Regions from separate parts of the Triticum aestivum genome. Here region 1 is linked to region 2. A link is a contact called in public Hi-C data. All regions are on one chromosome and are shown on one strand. The core of a region is the stretch at or near the end of the contact, and the rest is flanking DNA. Distances in the headings are between cores, read along the strand shown. Region 1 holds the start of LOC123137901 (rop guanine nucleotide exchange factor 14). Region 2 holds the start of LOC123137899 (dual specificity protein kinase YAK1 homolog).

Region 1 (6,093 bases), core at 250-2,749, 400 kb after region 2:
AGACATCGCAACGGGCAGAAGAGTCAGACGAACTCAAAACCAATCTCAAAACTACTAGTAAATGCGCTGCCGCAATAAACGCGGGGAGCCGTACGCGGCGGCGATTTGGAGGCGAGGCGACCGGCGAACGGCAAGAGAAGGAGACGGGTTCCCGTCGGTACGGCCGCAGATTTTAATCCCCTCACCTCACCCCCTCCCTTTAATTTGTTTACCGCGACGCGCCACCTCCCTCGCCCACGTCCACGAACGAACGAACAATCGCGCCTTTTCAGATGCTACCGAATGATTGACGCATCAGCAGCGCAAAGGCAAAAGCGAAAAATAAAGAATTGCTAATGGAGAAGCAAATCTAGCGAGGGTATGCGGCTAAGGGATGCATTGACGGCGCGATATTGCGCATTTACTAGTTACTAATAATCGGAGGCGTCGACTGATGATAAAAATCCGTTGTGTGTCTTTGCTGTCCGGACGGGGATTTATGGGCGCAACGGAAACGGAGGGCGGTGCTACGGCTGGCTGGTGGTGACGCGTCAGGGGGGGGGGGGGGGGGGGCTCGCCGGTCGAGGCACTGGCGGCCGTGCAGGCGGTGCGGAGGCGTTGGGACTTTGAACTTTGAATTTTGAACTGGGCCGGTGGGTGGGAAGGACTAGGGAAAGAAACAGGGTTCACGAGGACATGGGCAGTAGGCTTTCTGTTGTGAGCTTCGCTATGCTATGCTAGCTTTTTAGTGCGGGACGACGACTGTGAGACGGAAAGCGATGACCTGAGAAAAAGATGTGGGGGCAGGGTGAAAAGAGATGAGGTGAAAACTGAAAAGGCCCCGAGGTTTGTTGGCTCGCGCTTTTCCTCCTCCCCGGCGTTGGTGCCGCGGCGAGGCGATGACGGCCTGACGACGACCTCTCGCAAGAAGTTGAGATGGGGCTGTGGAAAGGCAGCTCGCCTCACTACTGCCCTGCGACAGCTTTTTTCATGGCGATGGGGATGGAACGAGCAGGAATGGGGTTAAAAGGGGTCGGTTCGAGGGGGAAATACCGGGAGCGTTCGAGCTCGAATCGCGCCGGCATTTCTAGTGGGCGAGGTTCTTGCGAAATGTAGAGGCGAGGGGAGTGGTGGTACCTTTGCGGCGTCGTTCGGAGGCAAGGTGTCAGCGGCCGGAGCGCTCCGGCATGGATCTGCTGCCAAGGAAACAAGAGGTGATGAGAGAACCTCAATCAAGAAGGAAACCATGAACAGATGGAAATAAGACTGGCTTACCAGTGTAGATGGAGGGAGGCAGAGGCAGGCCTCGAGCGTGAGGAGACGGAGGAGGCAGGGCAGCGAAGAAGAAGAAGAGGGGGAGGAAGCGTGTGTGTCCCTGTGTGAAGGGGGGCTGCTGGTAGTGGTAGTGGTGGTGGTGGTACTCTGGTCTGTCTGACTATGTTGCGATAGATAATAAATGCGGCAGGAAGGGAGAAAAGAACAGAAAGCGGAGCGAAACCAGGAAGCCAAGCATGTGAGCGTGCAGGTGCCGCCGGATCAAATATACTACCCCGCAACCGCACCATCAACGGCTTGCCCCTGGGATTTGCTCCGTACCTCCAACCAACGGAGCCCACCCGCGCTAATCAGCATCTCATCCTGCTCGTCTGGCTCGCTCGTTCGCTCGTTAACCTCTCGCAGCCGGCAGCCCCGCTCCACCACGGGCTCGATGAGTTGAGATCCTGAACCCAAAAGAATGGCTTTGTTTTCTTTCTTTCTGGTAATCACGAAGGAAAAAAAAACCTTTTCTCGTCAGTGTGGTGTGGCAGCGACGCCGCCTACCTACCCATGACGACGGCAGCACGCGGGCGGGATCCAATGCTGCTGCAGCGGCAGCGGGCGGAATCGTTTGCTTCCTCCCTTCTCCTCCCTACCCGATCCCTGACACCTCATTTGTCACCTGTCTCGGCCTTCATTTACCCGCGGAATCGCTTGCCCTTTTCGTTTCCTCCTCCCCTCCCCCTGAGTGACCGATCACTTCAGCCCAGGCACGCTTCTACACTTTCACATTTCCCGGTCAACTTTACTTTTACGACGCGCGCGCAGGCGGTCGGTCGGAGCCGTCGGATGCCGGATGGACGGTTGAGATTCGTGACCGTGGTCTGTAGACCAGGGGTATCCGAGGTCTGATGGATACGTTTGACGTTCCTACACGTACCGCTTTGTTCTCTTGTGTCACGTGTGGCCACTGGCCAGCCATGCCACTACACACGTTCCCGCACGTACTACTTGTCATCCTGGCTGGCTCGATAGGTATACCGGGTCCTGGACGTACACGTAGTGGAATGAAAACAGACGCCATTGATGTACGTGAAGCCGGCCGGAAGAATGGAAGGGGGATAGGGACAAATCACCAGGCGGGTAGAATAGGCAAGAATGCGTGCAAAGTTTTTGGTCCCCAGCCCACTCGCACTCTTTCGGTTTTCTTTCCCAGGCGCGCGACGCGACAACGGGCGCATGTTGCTTCTCGGGCCCAGGGTTACGGACACGAACACACACGCACAGTGACAGTATAATACGGTACCGTGTGTATTGTACGTGCTGCTAGTGGTGGGTCGTTGGAAAGTTCGTCTCAGTGTGCGCACGCGAACTACTATCGGACCGGAGTGCCGGTCCCTCCCGCCGGCATCAACCATGGATGGATACAAAGCGTGTGGCGTGTGGCGTGTGTACGGTGCATCCATCGAAACTCGAGAGCAGTAATATGTGCGCACCGGCCGCGGTTGTCAAATACCCAACCACAAGTTTAGAGCTCGATCGAAAGCCCTGGGACTGGGATCCCCACCACGTCCGGGTGAACCGAAATGATAGGCAATCAGTTGCTACTTGTTCCTTTCCAACAAGAATCACATGTCTCAAAAATCATTGTCTCTAAAAGGTTGTAGATTGCTTGTACGAGTAGAATGTCAACCCGAGCATCATGCATTTGAACCCGTCCAAAACGTACGCTTCAAATCAACCAAAGGCCAGCACACCATACAGGACTCGATAGGACAGGGCGCATGAGTGATCCTGCTCAAGCGGACACACGGCTCAAATGCGGCCCCATTTCCCGTTGCACGCAAGCTATGCATACCATGGTGAATTAGTGATTCGTCCAGTATGTTCACTTCACTCTTCGCAAAAAAAAAGTATGTTCACTTCACATATATACGACCCCGTCCGGGCCACCGAAAGAGGGGAAGGACACGAGCGATAACAAGCGAATGACGATGACCAGCTAGCGCGCAATGCTCACTATCATCGATCGACGCACGGTCGGTCGGTCACGTGCCAACTGCCTTAGACGAGAGGGCAAGGCAAGCAACGCCTCATGAGTGTACTGTAGTAGGCCGTGCAGGTGCAGCACGCACGCTCGAGCCCCTCCCCTGTGCGGTCCAAGCTGCTGCTGTCCAGCAGAATGGAGAGCGACGCATCAGCGCACACATCACACACGCGTCACCTCCGTTCGGCACGTCGATCTTCGGGTGCGCCGGTGCGGGTAGGCCTCGGGTCGGGCGTTCCGAAGGTTTTTGCCTCTCCTTTTCTGGCACGGGCAGGCGCCGACTCTCACGCACGTACTACGCCCTAGGTTGCATCAAGGCCAAGCATATGTAGGGCGTGTTTGGTTGCAGTCTTGAACAGTACCCACATTGCATATACATTTCAACCCAGCCTGACTTTGAAAAAATAGCCTCATATGTGACATCTGCGAGTTGTTTGGTTGCCTGCATATGGACTTTCTGCATTAGAGGATCAACTTTGGCATCTTGTTTGGTTACCTGCATTGTCTCGTGCATGCAACTAACGTTGTTTGGTTGCCCGCATGAGGTATGATTAAGAGCTAGCACTTGCACCTAGCACACAGGGTTAAGAGCTAGCAGAGGAAGGGGAGAAGAAATGCAGTGTGCGTCGGACCATGGCGACTGCGGTGGATAGTGGTCATGGCGTCGTGTCTGACATGACGAGCATGGAGTCGTGGACGAGCGACACCGTCGGCGAACTAGTTGCGGTGCTCGCGCAAAGACAGTGGACAGAGGAGGAGAATGCAGCGCTTGCGCCATGGTATCGTCAGTGCCGTGGACGAGAGAGGAGGCCAAGATGATCGACGCCGGGAACGACTCCAGTGTAGTAGGGCGAGAGAGAGGAGACCAAAATGATCGACCCCGTCGGCGACGCGGCGAACTGCAGTGTGCACGAAGGCAGAGGACACAAGAAAGCAGTGTGCGCGCCATTGCAGCGTCAGCGCAGTACGAGGACGACAGAGAGTAGGCCGAGATGAGCGACACCGGAAACGACTCTAGTGCAGTAGGACGTGGGCAAAGAGATCAAGGGAAAGAGTTTCGGCGTCGAGAGGAATGAATAAAAAAGCTCTGAGTAGAGGACAGAGGAGCTCGACATGGCGGCGTCAGTGCAGCTGCAGTAGACTGTTGTTCAAAGAGAGATGCAACTACGATCGTCGAAACTAAAAACTTACAACATGAATGTTGCGAGGGACTGTGAGATTAGGCTGTTGGTCAAAGAAAATTTCAAATGATCGGTTGTGCGCGACGAATGTGACAAAATTCGTCCAGAATAGCTTCAAACAGAAATACAAGATTAAGAACTTACAGCCGACGAAACTACGAACCGATCGCTTGAATGGAACTGTAGCATCGAGGTGCATCTTTTTCGTATAGAGCTTACCTCGAAACGAAGCACCGTTGTGTAGATCAGAGAAAGGAGATTAGATAGAAGCTTACTCGAGGTTGAAGAAAAACCTAGAGTAATCAGCTCGCATCTCTCCCGTCTTCATTCGTGCAAGGGCCCGCTCGCTAGCGTGCTCGCCTCGGCGTGGCTCGCGAGAAACTGTCGATTCAAGTGTTTTCAGCGAGTCAGGCTCTAGGCTTTTTTAAAAAGCGTGCGATGCGATCTCAACAATGAAAACGGACAACCAAACAGGCCTTTTCGCTGATTGGGTCCGATGCGGGCAACCAAACATGCCCATAGCAACGGATCGGAAGTGGCTCTCATACAAGACCGTTCATCGGCATAGCGCATGGCGGCTTCGTGCCGGCCCCGAAGCTTCACCGCGGCGTACGATGCCACGATTTTTCGAACTTCATGAGGGCGGTGACATGATTTGGAACGCCGATGGGATGGCAGACGTGCTCCGTGGAACGTGGTTGAGGTTCGCAATCACAAGGACGGTTTCGGGCTTCGGGCGCGGCTGACGAGTGGTATTTTTCGGGGGCAGAAGCGAACGATTACGATTTGTGACAAGGAGCAGATCAACGACCCGCCGATCACTGTACGGTCCTCGAATTCGCGGCCGACCACCTTGTTCTAGCACGCCGATGCTGGTCGAGACATCTAGAAATGGGACGAGTTTTTCGCCGATGGGAACGACTGACCGGGGGAAGTCAAACGGGGATGAGACGACGGCGAAGCAACGCCGCTCCTGTGGTCTGCTTGAATCCTCGGCACGGTTCAAATGAGCCCAAGAGCTGCTTTGCTCTTCGGTGGTGAGCTCCCGGCGGGTTTGGTCATCATTCCCTGGGCGCCACGTTGGGTGTTTCCGTCCTTTTTAAGTTTGGTGTAATCGGGTAGTCCTTTTCTCAAAAAACTGCCTTATTAATCAAGTATGGAAAACATACAGACTTAGGAAAACCCTGAAACATATGTGAGCAACAGAGCACTATGACAAAAATAGAGCACCATTATTTTGCTCAAGTGTCTTGGTGAAAGATTGGTACACTTAAGAGTGCTTCTGCACTGTAATAATAAGTTAAGGAGAGAAGGTGTCCAACCTATCATTGATAAGATCATTAATAACATTTCTCCACGGATGCGCAAGCATCTCTCAATATGGGTCGGTGGACTTCACGGAGTAAGAGGTATGTCTCTGTGGTGGTAAAAACCGGGAAAACATTCTTGATTTCAAATATGGATTTTCTAGACCAAATTTGCTTTCATCTAAAACTGGCATTTTTTAGGGATTTTAATATGGCTCTGTTGACTAAATGGAGTAGGAGGTATTTCTCTGGTGGTGGTGATAACAATTGGCAAAAAAGGTCTAATTCTTAAATATGTAACGTCTAGACCTAATTTGATTTT
Region 2 (6,640 bases), core at 3,055-5,554:
TAACTGTTAAAGCAACCATGTTATTTTTCCCCGAAAGGTACTGGACTCAAATTACAAACATCGGATTAAATGGTTGAAAGGATATATCGAATGTTTGTTTGTTTGTGTGTGTGTGTGGGTGGGTGTGTTACAAGCTCTTCATATAATTTGCATAGGTGTGTATTTCACTGATATTGCAAGAGTAAGCTAACCATTTTCTACATTGGCCTAATTCCAGGCTATCCCTAGAAACAGAGTAAAAAAACCAAGAATTTTTCATGCTAAGAAGCCACTTGATGTTCAAAGACCACCACACAGAGACCGTAAATAGAAATAGAAACAGTAATGATATATTGTATTGAACATTATTGCGGTAGATCAACCCTAAAATTTATAAACAGGGGTAAAGCCACCCCTATTAATAATAAATAAAAGCATCACTGAACAAACCTGGCAGATTACCCTCATTTAAATTCTTCCAAGGGTACGCGAATATGAGTCTGTCAAGCCTCCCACGAGGGAAATACCATTTCCCTATTTTTGGCTTTTTGGAATCCCTCTGTGTTCAGGATTTAGACAGGGCATGAGTAACACAGTAAATGTATAAAGCATGACATAGAAGTAGTCTTCAGAATAACTTCCAAGTTAAAACCACAGAACTTACTGCTTCAACCTCGTCTTCTGTTAGTACTCTGTATGAACTGCAAAGACCATCATGTGCTTCATTACCAGGATAAATGCTTCCAACATGTTTAAAAAACTTCCTGGTGTTTTTAGCCTCCCTAAGAAGATCATCTGGTGGTTGCCCACTGTACATGTTGAATATTGGTAAATAAAGTATTCTACCATTATTGAACACCTACTAACTGAAGTGAAAACAGCTCAACCAGCTAACACGTAAACACCTAATATCGTATAAAGAATTTATCTGCAAACAGCTGGTAGGAAAATAAGAAAACAAGAGATTAAGATTTTCAATAAAAAAGAACTTACCCGACAATCTCAATCATACGGCTAAGGACATCGTATTCTGATGCTCCGGGAAATAAAGGTAGACCTATATAAAGTTCAGCAACTATGCAGCCAAATGACCACATATCAATGGCGGTAGTGTATCTAGCACTTGTTAAGTGTACAAGCCCACAAGCTAAAATCACAAACTATGCATTGTAAGATGTTTGTGTGGCTACTGTTAAATGTATTTGCTATTAGAGATGTTCAATAGGATACGGATAGCCAAGAAGCACTTCAGGTGACCTGTAATAACGGCTCTGGAAAAGGAAGAAAATACAAGCTTGACTTCATAATTCATACCAATTCATATTAATAAAATGAACTTTAGACTGATGAGTGAGTTCAAATAAAACCTGGATATACGAGTAAATCGTTTTACCCTCCATGCACGCTGATCCAAAATCAATTACTTTAACTCCAGCTGCTGAGTTTACTCTGCAAAGGTCACCTCAGCCATCAAACTTAGCATTGTTGAAAGTGGTAGTACACAGAAGGTGTACAAACAAAGTGCTTATTTTGATGGGAAGCAACTCACTTCGGTGTTATGAGGATATTTTCCGGTTTTAGATCACAATGAATAATTCCAGCACCTTTCATGACAATCAATGCATCCAATATCTAAAAGTAATACATAATAGGTAATATGGCAACAATGGCAACAAACACATATAAAATACATGCAGGATAAGAAAAGGATACCTACCTGTCTTGAGAAAGTACGGACAAATTGCAGTTGCAGACCTCTTAAGTTGTTCTTTTTCAACAGCTCGTACCTGCAAAGTTGGAGTTTATGTTACCACATGAATCGAAACTAACACGGGGCTTATCTATAAAATATAATAGTAAAGGCAGGTTTAATGGAAGTTACTTACAGGTTATGACCAAGCATTTCAAATGTGATGCACAAATGATTTTTCCATGGAAAAAAATCCAGCATCCGGACGATGTGGTGCTGATCATCAGGATCAAATTTGTCATTTAGCTGCAAATACATGAAACCAGTGTTGTGATGCCAATATTTTCAACAAAATAAGTAAACCCTAAGTAGATTACCATACCATGCTCAACAATGAGACTTCCATGATAGCCTGCTGATAAAAGGCAGGCTGGTTTTTTATAACCTTCACTGCAACATAACTGTTGGTTTCTGCATCCCAGCATTTAGCAACCTGCCCAAAGGTACCTTGGCCAAGCATTTCTTCGACAATGTACCTTATTACCAAAAAATAATGCCAAATGAAATGATGAAGCATAACTTAAACAATCTGAATCCTGAGATGAGCAGTTGTGGAAAAAAAGTTGAACCGGCTAGATCTACCAGACAAGTTCTACAAATTGAAAGAAGAAACCAAATATTGCGACAGACCTTCAGATATATTTCTTCTTTCACATACCTTGACTTCTTAATTCTCATAAATAATGGGGCCCTCCAAGTATTCATAGATATTTCTAACTTATAAAAATCAACTTCTTGCAAAAGTGAATTTGTGTGCTAAAAGTGTATGAAGTAACCAACGAGAAACAAAAATGTTAAAGCTGGTACACTGGAAAATAACTAAACTAACCTCCGGTCTGACTTCTTATTAACCAATTCCAAGTTGACATACAAGATTAGGTCAGAATTTGCATTATCAAGGCCATCATTGTGAACAGGAACTGCAGGACTGGTGAGGAAGTGCTTGGGATTTAGTGAATCTACGTAATTAAACTCAGGATTGCATTTTTCAAAAGTTTGGACGATGTCTCTGGTCAATCTTGCAACAATCTGCAGGAATAAACAATTGATTCAGAGTTGGTATATCAGAGGTATATGGGCATGTGGTGCATATGAACAATGGTAACAAACTGAATTATAAATGCAATCCATCTTCTGTCCCATAACACACTAATAGAGATCAGCAACAGTGTTAAAGGATGTTCTTATAGCATTGCATTATACGTTGGATGGTATATGCAGGTTTGCATTGTCCAATGATCCATATTTTCTAAAAGAGATATCAACTACAAGTAGGATCCTGACACACTTTTAGTTGTGCACTTGCGTAATATTTCCCAGTCACTTATACTTGGAATCTCTTTACACTCATGATGGATTGGAATAGCAAGTCAAGCAAACAAAACATGTATATTATATATAACTCAACACTGAATGATTGTTGCAGAAAAAATAGGTGTGGTTAATGAATGGGAATGCTAATTGTAGTCAGAAATGAGGTTTGCCTCTGATTAATCAAAAGACAATTTGAGCAGACGACACTGCTCCAGCTGGTCATACTTTTAGTTGCCTGAAGCGTGCGTCCAAGCATCAGGAAAAAGGCAAAGGCAGCAGCAGCAGGAACGGTGCTGATTCGAGTAGTTCAAGTCACCGAAGTTTAAGATGTAGTATTGGTTTCTTAAGCTGTAACGGTTTCTTACGAGCATTTCATTCTAATTAATTTCCAACTACGACGACCTCTGTGAATCGCTCAATCCAATTGACAGTTCAAATTCAGCACGGTGATCCCGAGAATAGCTCCAAAAGGGAAAGCAAGCAAGCATCTTTTGTTAGCCCCGTGAGAGGGGAAGGTGTAGGAAACGTACAGGCCTCTTCCTGACGGCGCGTAGATTGCTTGAACGGGCGGCAACCCCATTGCCCCGGGCGGACGGCGCCTCCGCCCGGTCGCCCACCACCGCAGCAGCGTAGGACCGGAACACTGTGGACTTGGTCGGCGCCCACGGCGGCGGCCCCGCCGCCTTCCTCTCCCTCCCAGTCTCCTCCATTCGCCTAACGCAACCACCTCCCAACAGGCAGGCGCAAAGCGCCCGCAGAGATAAGTGCCCAACGACAACAGCAACAACAACACGTCAGCCCAACCCGCACCAGCCCAGGCTCCTGTTGGGATCACGGCAGCGCACTCCGAAGCAGAAGCGGCAGCAGCAGCAGCAGCAGACTAAGCGGCCGCCGGCGGAGTAAAGCTGCATCCTATGAAGCGGCCATCGCCCAATGCTACTCCGGCCCGCGGCCCCGCCGATCCGATCTCCCCGGCCCTCCGCCTCCTCCTCTCGCCGCTCGGGACTCCCCCGGGCGGCGCCAACGGCTCGGAGCCGGACCGAATTGGGCGGGTAGGGTTTTGGGCCGAGGACGACGGGCTGCTCGTACCCGCCGTACTCGGGGCGGCGGCGGCGGGGAAGTGGAGGTGGTGGAGCAGTGGGGAATTTGGAGCGGGGCGGCGAGTCCCAATCCCCTCCTCCTCCTGCTCCTCCCTCTTTCGTCTCTTTTCTTCCTTTCCTTCCTCGTCTCCGTCACCTCCCCTCGACTCTGTGGTTTTTTTTCCGATCGCCTTCTTTCCAGCTAATATATATACACACGTCTGGATTTTAATTACTGCGGTTAAGCAGTGGAGTTGTAACACGGCCCCAGTGGCAACGGCCTGCAATTATCAACTTCGCCGCTAAGCACCGCTGTCATCGCGTGCTAGGCCGCGCAACGTCACTGTGCTAGTGCGAGCGTGGCCGTCCGATCTGTTCATCGTGCGGCTTTAAATGGTGGAGAAACAAGATATGTTCCATTTATTTCCGCCGAAAGGGTTGCGCGGAAAGATATTCATATATATCTGGTATGACTTGCCGTCTGTGGGCTGCCGGTCACGTAAACAAGTAAATGGCGAGCAATGAATGGCGAAAGATCGGGAAACGCATATGTTGGGCCGGCGCATTTTCTAAAGATGTGCAATGATCGAGCCATCAAGATAGATGGATAGACGTGGAGCAATTTCCGAGTGCGTTACGAGATGTGTAATGGCCGATTCTTCAAGATAGATGGATCGAAAAGGGATTTCCGGATGCTTACAAGATCATGCAATGGTTGAATCTTCAAGATAGATGGATAGATGAGAAGTAATTCCTGGATTTTAATTACTGCAGTTAAGCAATATGATTATAAACACAGTCCAGTGACAACGACCCACAATCATCAACGTCGTCATGCTAAGCACTGATGTCATCGTGTGTTAGGCAGTGGAACGTCACTATACTAATGCGAGTGTGGCCGTCCGATCAGTCCATCGTGCGGCTCTAAATGGTCAAGAAGTAATATATGTTCCATTTATTTCCGCCCGAAAGGGCTGCGTTGAAAGAGATTCATATATATCTGGTATGACTCGCCGTTGGTGGGCTGGCGGTCACGTAAACAAGTAACTGACGATCAATGAATGGCGAAAGATCAGGAAACGCATACGTTGGGCCGGCGCATTTTCGGAAGATGTGCAATGATCGAGCCATCAAGATAGTTGGATAGACGTGAAGCAATTTCCGGGTGCATTACGAGATGTGTAATGGCTGATTCTTCAAGATAGATGGATCAAAAGGGAATTCCGGATGCTTACAAGATCGTGTAATGGGTGAATCTTCAAGATAGATGGATAGACGAGAAGTAATTTCTGGATTTTAATTGCTGCAGTTAAGCAATAGGATTATAAACACGGTCCGGTGAAAACGGCCCAGAGTCATCAACGTCGCCATGTTAAGCACCGCTGTCATCGTGTGTTAGGCAGTGGAACGTCACTATACTAATGCGTGTGTGGCCGTCCGATTTGTCCACCGTGCGACTCTAAATGGTCAAGAAATAATATATGTTTCATTAATTTTCTGCCGAAAGTGTTACGCTGAAAGATATTCGTATGTATCTAGTATGACTCGCCGTCGGTGGGCTGGCGGTCACGTAAACAAGTAACTCACAATCAATGAATGGCGAAAGATCGGGAAATGCATATGTTGGGCCGGCGCATTTTCTGAAGATGTGCAATGGTCGAACCATCAAGATAGATGGATAGACGTGAAGCAATTTTCGGGTGCGTTACGAGATGTGTAATGATCGATTCTTCAAGATAGATGGATCGAATAGGGATTTCCGGATGCTTACAAGATGGTGTAATGGTTGAATCTTGAAGATAGATGGATAGACGAGAAGTAATTCCTCGATTTTAATTATTGCAGTTAAGCAATGGAATTGTAAACACAGTCCAGTGACAACGACCCACAATCATCAACGTCGCCATGCTAAGCACCGCTGTCATCATGTGTTAGGCGGTGGATCACTATACTAATGCGAGTGTGGTCGTCCGATCTGTCCATCGTGCGGCTCTAAATGGTCGAGAAATAATATATGTTTCATTTATTTGTTGCCGAAAGTGCTATGCTAAAAGATATTTATATATATTTGGTATGACTCGGTGTTGGTGGGCTGCCGGTCACGTAAATGAGTAACCGGCGAACAATAAATGGTGAAATATTGGGAAACGCGTATGTTAGGCCAGCACATTTTCTCGATATGTGCAATGATAGAGTCATCAAGGTGGATGGACAGACCAGAAGCAATTTTCGGGTGCGTTACAAGATGTGTAACGGTCGGTTCTTCGAGATAGATGGATAGATGAAAAGGGATTCCCAGATGGCTAAATGTTCATGATAGATGGATAGACGAGAAGTAATTCCCAGATGCGTTACAAGATGTGTAATGATCGGGCCATCATGATAGATGGATAGACAAGAAGTAATTCCCGGGTGCGTTACAAGATGTGGTGTTGTCGATCCTTCAAGATGCATGGATAAATGAGAAGGGATTTTCGGGTGCGCTACAAGATGAGTAATGGCTGGATCTTCAATATAG

What was found. A called contact is a pair of places that touch in the nucleus more often than the background predicts.
Region 1: a Hi-C map of leaf shows a contact between it and region 2, with 4 times the contacts expected there. The contact joins the promoter of LOC123137901 here to the promoter of LOC123137899 in region 2. A contact is called at or near these places in 2 of 5 Hi-C or Micro-C datasets (both in leaf).

Annotation. Positions count from the first base shown.
Region 1 is chr6B:543,041,792-543,047,884 of IWGSC CS RefSeq v2.1, forward strand. LOC123137901 (rop guanine nucleotide exchange factor 14) reads right to left here and starts at 1,500. Exons shown (of 9, transcript XM_044557785.1): 1 at 1,255-1,500; 2 at 1,117-1,172.
Region 2 is chr6B:542,637,368-542,644,007 of IWGSC CS RefSeq v2.1, forward strand. It overlaps LOC123137899 (dual specificity protein kinase YAK1 homolog), which reads right to left and starts at 4,305. Exons shown (of 18, transcript XM_044557778.1): 1 at 3,574-4,305; 2 at 2,559-2,758; 3 at 2,052-2,205; 4 at 1,866-1,975; 5 at 1,697-1,766; 6 at 1,529-1,611; 7 at 1,347-1,428; 8 at 1,210-1,250; 9 at 973-1,095; 10 at 644-788; 11 at 430-538. The coding sequence starts at 3,753.